Linked DNA regions of Mus musculus: regions 1 and 2 are each linked to region 3. Evidence: chromatin contacts called from public Hi-C data. All regions are on one chromosome and are shown on one strand. The core of a region is the stretch at or near the end of the contact, and the rest is flanking DNA. Distances in the headings are between cores, read along the strand shown. Region 1 overlaps Kcnq5 (potassium voltage-gated channel, subfamily Q, member 5). Region 2 overlaps Kcnq5 (potassium voltage-gated channel, subfamily Q, member 5). Region 3 holds the start of Kcnq5 (potassium voltage-gated channel, subfamily Q, member 5).

The links. Hi-C and Micro-C count contacts between places; a contact is called where the count stands out from the background.
Region 1: a contact with region 3 is called in a Hi-C map of Th2 cells, with 2.5 times the contacts expected there. The contact joins the enhancer-like site here to the promoter of Kcnq5 in region 3. A contact is called at or near these places in 4 of 39 promoter capture datasets (the C10 cell line, hippocampal neurons and liver), 1 of 15 datasets of contacts at CTCF or cohesin (pro-B cells), 3 of 484 Hi-C or Micro-C datasets (Th1 cells, Th2 cells and cortical neurons), 3 of 115 datasets of contacts at active chromatin or transcription factors (Th17 cells, large pre-B cells and neural progenitor cells) and 2 of 9 other capture datasets (adipose tissue and liver).
Region 2: a contact with region 3 is called in a Hi-C map of the N1E-115 cell line, with 10 times the contacts expected there. The contact joins the enhancer-like site here to the promoter of Kcnq5 in region 3. A contact is called at or near these places in 2 of 39 promoter capture datasets (the C10 cell line and hippocampal neurons), 1 of 15 datasets of contacts at CTCF or cohesin (pro-B cells), 2 of 484 Hi-C or Micro-C datasets (the N1E-115 cell line and cerebellar granule neurons), 3 of 115 datasets of contacts at active chromatin or transcription factors (craniofacial prominence, neural progenitor cells and trophoblast stem cells) and 1 of 9 other capture datasets (adipose tissue).

The regions. Positions count from the first base shown.
Region 1 is chr1:21,779,392-21,782,358 of GRCm38.p6, reverse strand. All of the region lies in intron 1 of Kcnq5 (potassium voltage-gated channel, subfamily Q, member 5), which reads left to right. Among named protein-coding and RNA genes, the nearest start is that of Kcnq5, 180 kb to the left of the region's middle. Within about 2 kb of position 1,363, at least 16 of the 459 cell types and tissues checked have an H3K27ac peak or open chromatin away from gene starts, as enhancers often do. A contact at or near this core is called in Th1 cells, Th17 cells and Th2 cells, where this site is marked.
Region 2 is chr1:21,711,556-21,714,761 of GRCm38.p6, reverse strand. All of the region lies in intron 1 of Kcnq5 (potassium voltage-gated channel, subfamily Q, member 5), which reads left to right. Among named protein-coding and RNA genes, the nearest start is that of Kcnq5, 250 kb to the left of the region's middle. Within about 2 kb of position 1,846, at least 2 of the 459 cell types and tissues checked have an H3K27ac peak or open chromatin away from gene starts, as enhancers often do. A contact at or near this core is called in the N1E-115 cell line, where this site is marked.
Region 3 is chr1:21,960,432-21,963,566 of GRCm38.p6, reverse strand. It overlaps Kcnq5 (potassium voltage-gated channel, subfamily Q, member 5), which reads left to right and starts at 1,625. Exons shown (of 14, transcript NM_023872.3): 1 at 1,625-2,386. The coding sequence starts at 1,986.

The DNA.
Region 1 (2,967 bases), core at 114-2,613, 180 kb after region 3:
TGGAAGGAAATTTGACAGAATAGAACCCTTAATTGGAGTTTTTAAGTAGGAACCAATTTAGTGTGCTGTTCATAATTTCACATCAATTTGCACACAGGGTTTTTTCAAGTGAATTCAGGAAACAAATCAAATATCTGTCAGGGAAGTGTTTGTGGAAAAGGGGAGAAGTGGACCATTGGGAGGAAGTAAAGGATTCAATTTAGTGTCATGAATTTTAAAACGCATGCAATGCCTGGAGTTCTAATGCAAAACATAATTAGACAAATGTTTAAATCATCATCATCGTTGTTGTCATGTCATCATCATCATCAGTGATGGTGTGTTTGTGAGTGTGTATAAATTTATACACATGCCAAAATGGGTCAGACGATAACTTTTATGGATCAGTTCTCGCCTTCCATTTTGTTTTGAGGCAGAGTCTTTCTTGAAGGTCTGTGTACTCCACTCAGCTGCCTCCTAGAGTCAGGAGATTCTCCTTTCTCTGCCTCACATCACATGCTAGGGGTCCTTGCATTATAAATGCACGCTGCTGCATCTGACTTTTTGCAGGGACTCGAGGACTCAAACTCAGGTGGTCTGGATTTCATGCCTAACACATTTGCCCACTGAGCCATCTCAACTGCCCTTGAACTGCTTTTGTTTCCCAAGGAGCATACAGGGCCTGTCAGGTGACAAAGGGCATGCTTGTGGGACTCTAAACCCCAAGCCAGTCCACCATGCACCTGGCATGTGCATGTTTTGGTCTCCCTGGAAGAGATCAAAAATGAACAGATACTACAAGGATTAAAAGCACACTTTCATAAACACCACGGGAGAGATGTGCGATTTGATGAGCCAACAAAGAAGGGGAAAAGCAGTCAGTCAGACTCAGGTTTCTTTGGCCTTGTGGGCAGAGAAGACTCAAGCAAAGGCTGTGGTGTAGGACTATTCAAGAAATGTGGGAAACTTTGCATGCAGTTTAGTTTGATAAAAGGAAGTGGTGAGAAGACACTGAAGAGCTGATCAGCCGTTTGAGTAAAGCTTCATGAGGACACAATAATTAAAATGGATCAGCAAATTTAATGATGGATGCTATTAATGGGAGTGTTGAACCATTTGGCAATGAGCTGAGAAATTGGAAATCTAGTGCGAGAGACAAAATTGATATGCCTCATTCTGGTACCATTAGCACTGCCAGGTGGCCAAGAGAGAAGGGTTGGATTGACAGGAAGATGTGGAGTTTAACTAGGGACGTGTTATGTTGAAAGTGCAGGCAGGATCTTCAGCATTAGAATTCGTGACAGCCTCTTGGTGGAGAGAGCATTCACACACAGGAGATGACTAAAGCCTTGAAATCACTGCAAGGGGAAGTCTTTGATGACTGAGGGTTAAAGTCATTTCCTTGAACATCTCCCTTACAAACCAAGACCACACAGTGAACAGGCAGAGATGAGGTGAATATGCCGAAGTACGGCATTGGGGGAGGGGAGAGAAACTGTTAAAATGGAAAGACTATGCAAAACCGTCAATGTCACAAATACACTTGGAGCCTGAGGAGCAATGACAAATTTGGAAGCTAAAATGAAACTGTGTAACCTTTGCTGAGACCAGAACAGGATCAAGAATCAAAGACATGCTGTAATAGATTACAGAGGGAACATGGAGTGAACAAAGAAAAGTGACAGCCAGAGCACATTTTAATCATCATGTTGGGCAGCAAGAAGAATGAGAAGAATTATCTTAATTGTAAAATTCTCTTACAAGTGGACAACTTCACTTTGCGGTTTAAGAAAACAGTGGGTTTTAGGTAGTACTGTAAGAACCGGGCACTTCAACAGGCTGGCAGTGGCCAGAGAGGCTGCAGTGCATGCCAGGGGAGTAAGCTGAAAAACAGGAGTGAGAAGCAGGACCTCGCTAGGCAAACGGGCAAACACGACATCAAGGACATAATTAAATTGTCCAAGCTCTATAAAACCTTTGACATATTCAGCCTACTGTAGCCATCTGCATGGTCTCCAAACAGCTCAGAAACAGTTTTCAGGAGAATCCCAGGGGTGGTAAGTCTTTTTACGATGTTGCTTTGTGAGGTTGGCCGGTCTTTTCAGTGGTGAATTACCTTATATCTGTCATCATTGTCTTGGTGATATCGGAGAAATGGACCAAGGATGGTCTCTATAAGAGTTCCTGCTAAGAAAGAATCCACACTCTCACAGTGCCTTCAGAGAGGAGTGAAATCGAATCTCCCTACAACATCCCTTACGTAATACCAATAGGAATTGGGTACCGACATCTCACGGGCCTCAGAGATACAGAATAATAGTTATTCTATTGTCCAGTTTCTTCTAGTGTGTTTATGTGTATATCTAATCACTAATATCAGTTACACTTAAAAAAGTATCTGTATTTCCACATACAGGAACAGATATATATGATTTTATCTTGGAAATAAAATTGTATTCAAATGCTATACAACAAAATTTTTATTGTATTATCACAAATAATAGTTAAGTGATGAAAAGGTATCTTCCCACTTACTTGAATCAAACTGAAAAATTCTAGTTTAATAATGACACACTTATTTTTTTTTAAACTCATCAAGGGACTAGTGTAATGGCTCAGTGGGTCAAAGCGCTTGCCACAAAGCCCATCTGCCTGAATTTGATCTCTAGAACCAACATGGTGGCAAGAAAGTGTCAACTCTAGAAACTTGTCCTCTGGCTTCTACATGGGTGTGAGCATATCCCTCTGTGTCTCTCCCTCCTCACACTCATGTGCACATACTCTCTCTCTCTCTCTCTCTCTCTCTCTCTCTCTCTCTCTCTCTCTTTCTCTCTGCCTCTCTCTCTCTCTCTCTCTCTCTCTCTCTCTCTCTCTCTCACACACACACACACACACACACACAAGGATACACAATAAGTAAATAAAAGTATTAAGTTTTTATTTGTTCCTTAAGTATCTAAATACAATGCTTGGTTTTTTTTTTTGTTT
Region 2 (3,206 bases), core at 597-3,096, 250 kb after region 3:
AAGAGATTTATTGGTGTGTGTGGAGCCCACCTTGGTGCAGGAACATGAGAGAGAGACTGAGAGAGGCAGAGTAAAGGAGCAAGAGAGCAGTCTATGGTGGCTGGGAACTTTCAAATCATAGAAGCTTCACATTTGACAACTGATGATAACATAGCAGCTGGGACTGAGATGCTGAAGACAAGCTGGGGCTAACACACAGAATTCTTATGGATTCAAGTATCTCTATACTTACCTTTGTAGAATCACTGTACACTCACATTCTTTCCAGTAGAGAAGATATAATTTTCATTCTCAATAAACAGATTATAGTCATATAATTTTCCTATTCATGCTTTTCTCTACTGCTTTTACATTATACAAGCTAAATGAACACATGCCAATTTCCAGTGGTAACCACGTTAAAAGATTTAGCCCTATTCTCTTATCAGAGCTTGCAAAGTATGTTCTTTCTTTATTTGGATTAAATAATAATTAACATCATTTAGAATTAATTATGTTGCACCTGCCATGACATTGCCCCAGATTTCACAACAAAACAAGCCCAAACCTTAGATTCTGCTAGGCAAACCAGTTACGAAGTTAGCAGTCTGAGTGAGACTGCATTTGTTCTCATCAGAAAGGCTACTCTGGTCGAGTCCCCAAGCTTTTATGAGCAGGAAAAGATAGAAATGCTTGCAGGGTATTTCTGCTTCCAGATTGCAGGCGTGATTTATTACTGAGTGGAGTGGCCAGAACCATGGTTTTAACTGGCTTAGGAAAGCCAACCCGTCCTTTCTCCTTAATCATGTTAGTAGCTTTCTTAGCATTCAATTACATTTACAGGACTCTCAAAAGGAATAGTGTTTTACTACATTAAAAATAATAATAATTTCTTCCTAAGTAATGGGATGAGCTCAGGTCCTTCAGATGAGACACATATTAAAATAGCAATTAAGTAGACACATACACACATTTTTACATTTTTCTCAACCAACCCGTGTATATGTAGCTGTGTGTGCGTGTGTGTATATATATGTATATATGTCTGTATATGTATATATGTAGCTGTGGGTGCATGTGTGTGTGCATGTGTGTATATATATATATATATATGCATGATATCTGAATATGTACATATGCATTCGTTTGTGTATATATGTTTTTATATGTATACACATATCATTTAGAATTTTGTTGATATTAAGAGTTAATAAAAGAGAATATAACCATGATAATGAGCAGAGCTTAAAAATATATAGACCTTAAAGTCAGTCTTGGGATGAAAGCTACTTGTATGAAAATAAACCTAAATTCAAATGATATATTTAATGTATTAATTCTGACTAATATAATACTCTCAGAATTATAATCATAATTTATAATTTAAAATGAGAATACATAATACATAAGGACAGATATTCTAATACTATCAAAAATAATTTACCTCACTGTATTCTTCATAGAAAATAGAGGAATATCATGGTTTTTTCTTTCATAGAGAACAAATTATAAATCTTATTATCAAATTATTAGCAAAGGTAGATAGACACTGTGTTACTTATTTATTGAGGAAAATGTGATAAAGTGACCTCACTTATCTCTGCAGAAGAATAAAAGTATATCAAATACCTTAGAGTTAAAAGGGCAGGAAATTGTAGGCATAGTAAGAAATACTTTCATGAGCTTGGTAGACTAGCAGCCTAAGTATGAATTGTGAGTGATTTAATAATTGCACAAATGATACTTTTCCTAGGAAACTGATTTTCTTCTCAAATGATGAAATTACCAGAATCAAACCAGGAATGTCTGTTCATTCTCAAGTCTAATAGGAAGTGATTCCGTGGAAAGGAAATGAAGCAGCCAGCCTTGGGTCAGCTGAGTAATAACATTACCGAGTGGCCACATCACCTCTGTTTCACAGAGCTCCAGTGTGTCAGCCACCTTCTTTTTCACTGTGCTGAAGAACCTAAGTCTAGCCCACTAATGAGCAGGATGCAAAATCCCCCATATAATGCATCACACTCCTCTGAAGCATCTGTATTTAAAAGATTACTGGAAAAGGTAAATTGACTATATATATATATATATATATATATATATATATATATATATATATATATATGTAATAGAAAATCAATTTCCTACAAAAGAAGTGCTGTGCACACCTTATACAACCACCTTTAAATGCTGCTATGCACAATTCTTTTGGTTCTATTTCAAAAATAAAAATATTGAGGGAATCAGGTTTTGGAATTCCCTGGGAATCTCTTAGAATATCTTCACTGATAGAAAGTCTTGGATAGAGTTGAATTTCATCTTTATAAGTTCCGCCAAAGACACTGAGAACCATATTTTATGGGTGAATTATTTAAAGTGATATAGCTCAAAACTCCATGAAGAGCCCATTTCAAAAGAATCATTGTAAAGTCAGAAATGGCTATACAGCCTTGGTTTTGTGATATACATGTATATGTATATATATCACATATATTATGATTCTGCCACCACTATTAATTTAACCTAGTATTTTACTCAGTAATGTATGTTTTTTAAAGGTTTACCTTACCTTTCCTCAACCATTTTTTGTGATTATAATTATGCCAGTACTCACAGTAACTGTCAAATAGTATGCCAGTCTATGTGACAAGAAAAGAACACCCTCCACCTTATAATGACTTTTCCTTTATGTTTTGCAAGCATACATTAATTGTGCAAGGGGGGTGTATTTCTATGTTTGCATGCAGAATACCATGACCGTACTAGTTTTTGCTGAAGTATTTAAAGTACTTAAGTACTTGTTCCTGTTCTCTCCATGAATAAAATCATTGATCTCATTTCACTTTGGTTTTATTTCGGGGAAGATTTTTGTCCATATTGTAGTTTTCACTCCCAAATTTTACAGTTTACTTTCGCATTTTCTTGGAACAGCATGGTTCAGCCACTGTCTTCCCCCAAATCACTTCATTTTGTCCCTTTCTCTAGAAGAACTACCATGAATGTCAAGTTGCTCATATGTGAGGCATCATGGTATCTCCATCCGCAGGGTTTTTTTTTTTTTTTGTATTAAAGGAAAATTACGATTGTATAATTTTAATTGCTCAACAATCAAATTCATGGTTAACCTAAATGGAGAATATCTGAAGTTATGTCCAATTTACTATTTCTATTGGTCTCTTGGGTTCTGCAAGAGTATTTATTCAAGTAGTTTCTTGAGAGAGATATTAATC
Region 3 (3,135 bases), core at 376-2,875:
TTTTAAGTCTCTACATCTTTCACCCTGAAAGTCCCTGCACAGAAACTCCACGGGGAGTCTAAATATAGCTGCACCGAACTACCCCCCACCTCAGCTCCCACCTTCAGCCAGGGGTCTCCACGCAGCTCTAGGATTGGAGAGCTTATTCCAGGACATTCTCTTTGCATCTGCCTTGAATAGCAGGGCACGGAGCAACCTCTCTAGCACCTCCACGGTGTGTGGGTGTGAAGTGTATTAGAGGAAAGCAGGAGTGACTCTGAGTGTTGATGCTTGGCTCACACGTGGTACTGCTGCCAGCTGCACAGCGCTAGGGGTTAGTAGTGCCTACTGCCCAGAGGTTTGAAGGGAAACAAGGTCTTGCTGAGTAAGAACCAGGAAGAGGTCTTCACAAAACAATAACGATAAAAATAAAAGTAAAACTCTTAGCTGACGTTCTGACTGTAGAAAGCAGCTGTCTGTGGGCGTGGGTGTATGCACGGGGTGTATGTGTGGGTGTGTTGGTAGAGTATTATCTGCTATGGGTGAGACAACCAAGATAAGATTTTTGCCTTAGTGTTGGCTGGTATTCATGGAAGTGAAAAAAGGCTCAGGGATGGCCACTTTGCTACTGACTACCATGACTTTGTGTTGAAAGCATAGTTCAGTTGAACTTGGCGATTATTACTTTTTTTTTTTTAAATATTTGGGAGGAAGGCTGCTCTATTAGAAGGAGTTCCCAATCCTGGTGTCCTCTCAGTTTCCCCATCGCTGAATCTGTTGTTTAATTGCTAACAATATTTTTGAAAGGCGGAGTTCTGAGCCAGCAGCACCATAATCTCACTCTCATCCAAGAGAAGAGATGGGCTTTGGGGCGCCCATTTTCCAGAGGTGGTGGGGGATGCAGTCAGTGGTTCCCTTTTCTCTAACATTGTAAGTTACAGCATCCTGTCTGAGAGGCAGGTCCTGGACTCACTATCCTCCATGATCCCTCTCGAACTCCCTGGGGACGCCACAGTCGCGGCGGAGATTTAAGCAGTTTTATGACTTTCTTTCACTTACATGGAAATTTCTGGAAGGAGAGAAGTGGGCTCCTTTTCCCAGGCTGCTCTGTCAGGAGGAGCTCCCTCACCACGAAGGAGCTACTTTGGAGTTTTACGCCCTCCCCACACCCCACCCCTGGGGATGGGAAGGATGTTCTGCGACTCGCAGGCTTGTTGTCTGAGGCTAGGATGGAAAGTCACAGCCTGCAGGCTGGATTGAGTCGCGGGAAGCTGCTGGGTCCCTGCCTGGCTCTCTCCGGGTGTGTCCATTGAACTGCGGTGGGCTGGTCCCCAGCGCGGGAACCCAAGCGCCACTGCCAGAAGCTTAGCCCCCGCTGGCTCGCTCCTAGGCTAGCCAAAACCTGGAGGGTAGGACAGAACCTTTCCTGCCCACACCCATCACCCGAGGATGGCAGGACCAGGCGCGGCATAGCAGCGGGAGAAGCCCAGAGACCCGCTCGTCCAGTTTATTCAAGAGGCAGACTTCGCCCTCCGGACAGCTCCGAGTCCCAGGAAGAACCGAACCAAACTCATCCTGGGAGACCGACTTAGGGTCAAGCCGGTATTCTGCCGGGGTGCAGGGGACAGACAGACTCGAACCCTGCTGGGTGTGCACGCGTGCGAGCGTGCCTCCGGGCATCCCGCACACCCTCAGTCCCGTGTGCCGACACTCCTCGGGGAGGAGGGAGTGGCAGCCACCAGACTAAAGGAAAGCGAGGGACACCTCACAAAGTGACGCCCCCAACAGGTCCGGATTTGGAATTGGAAGCGGCAGAAATCCGGACCTCCCCGGGCCTGCTCCGCACACCCCGCCGCCCCCGCCCGGAGCCCCGACTCTAGGCTAGTCCGCCCCCCCGGGGCGCCCCGTCGGCTGCGGGTTTCCTCCTGCAGACCTGCCCGCGCACATGAAGCCGCTGCCCCCGCCGCAGGCGCCAGCGCCCCCCTCGCGGTGCCCGTGGTGATGCCATGCCCCGCCACCACGCGGGAGGAGAGGAGGGCGGTGCCGCCGGGCTCTGGGTGAGGAGCGGCGCGGCGGCGGCGGCAGGCGCGGGTGGGGGGCGCCCGGGCAGCGGCATGAAGGATGTGGAGTCCGGCCGCGGCAGGGTGCTGCTGAACTCGGCGGCCGCCAGGGGCGACGGCCTGCTGTTGCTCGGCACCCGCGCGGCGGCGCTCGGCGGAGGCGGCGGCGGCTTGAGAGAGAGCCGCCGGGGCAAGCAGGGGGCCCGAATGAGCCTGCTGGGGAAGCCGCTCTCCTACACCAGCAGCCAGAGCTGTCGGCGCAACGTCAAGTACCGGCGGGTGCAGAACTATCTGTACAACGTGCTGGAGCGACCCCGCGGCTGGGCGTTCGTCTACCACGCGTTCGTGTGAGTACCCGCGCCCCCACTTCCGACCCCGTGTGCCCCTAGCCATGCCCTCTGTTGGGGAGCCCCGGGGCGCACTTGGCGCCCGCGCCCTGGCCTTAGGCGCGGAAACGCGTGCGCGCTCACACGCAGAGCTACACACACGTGGTGGTTTTTATTTCTTTGCACGTGTTGCCATCGGCCCTCTGGAGCCCTCAATCTCTCTCGTCCCACCTCTCGCTCTGGTTCACATAGAGCCCTTTTGCCCCAAAGCACCCAAGGGACTAACGGGTCAGTTCCAGGTACCTGGGTGATTGAAGGCAGAAGCCGGACTTAGGCGACTCAGATAATCGGGAGCGATTAGGTCCTGATATGCGGAAAGTTAACTGAGTGGGGCGCCCAGGAGCTGGGGATAGCTCCGGGAGGTTGTGCACCATCCCGAGACTGGAGAGACTGGGAGGGCATGACCGGGTGGGATGGAGTGGCGAGGAGAAGGTTAAGAGTGGGTCCACAGTCAGCTCTGGGGTCAAGCAGAGGAAGCTGCTACGTGATGGAGAGAGAGAGAGACTAGGTTGTAAGCGCGCCCGGAAACACGCCTGGCCACCATCACAGCTGTCATCAACGGAAAATCTGTCAGTGCACGTAGTAGTCATTGCCACATAGAGGTGGTCAGAGTCTAGAGGGCTACCCAAGCTCTGTGGCAGGCAGTGCCAGCTGAAAGTGGAGAACTGGGGTTCAGGAACATGGCCAGAGGTGCTGTAGTGGAAATGCAC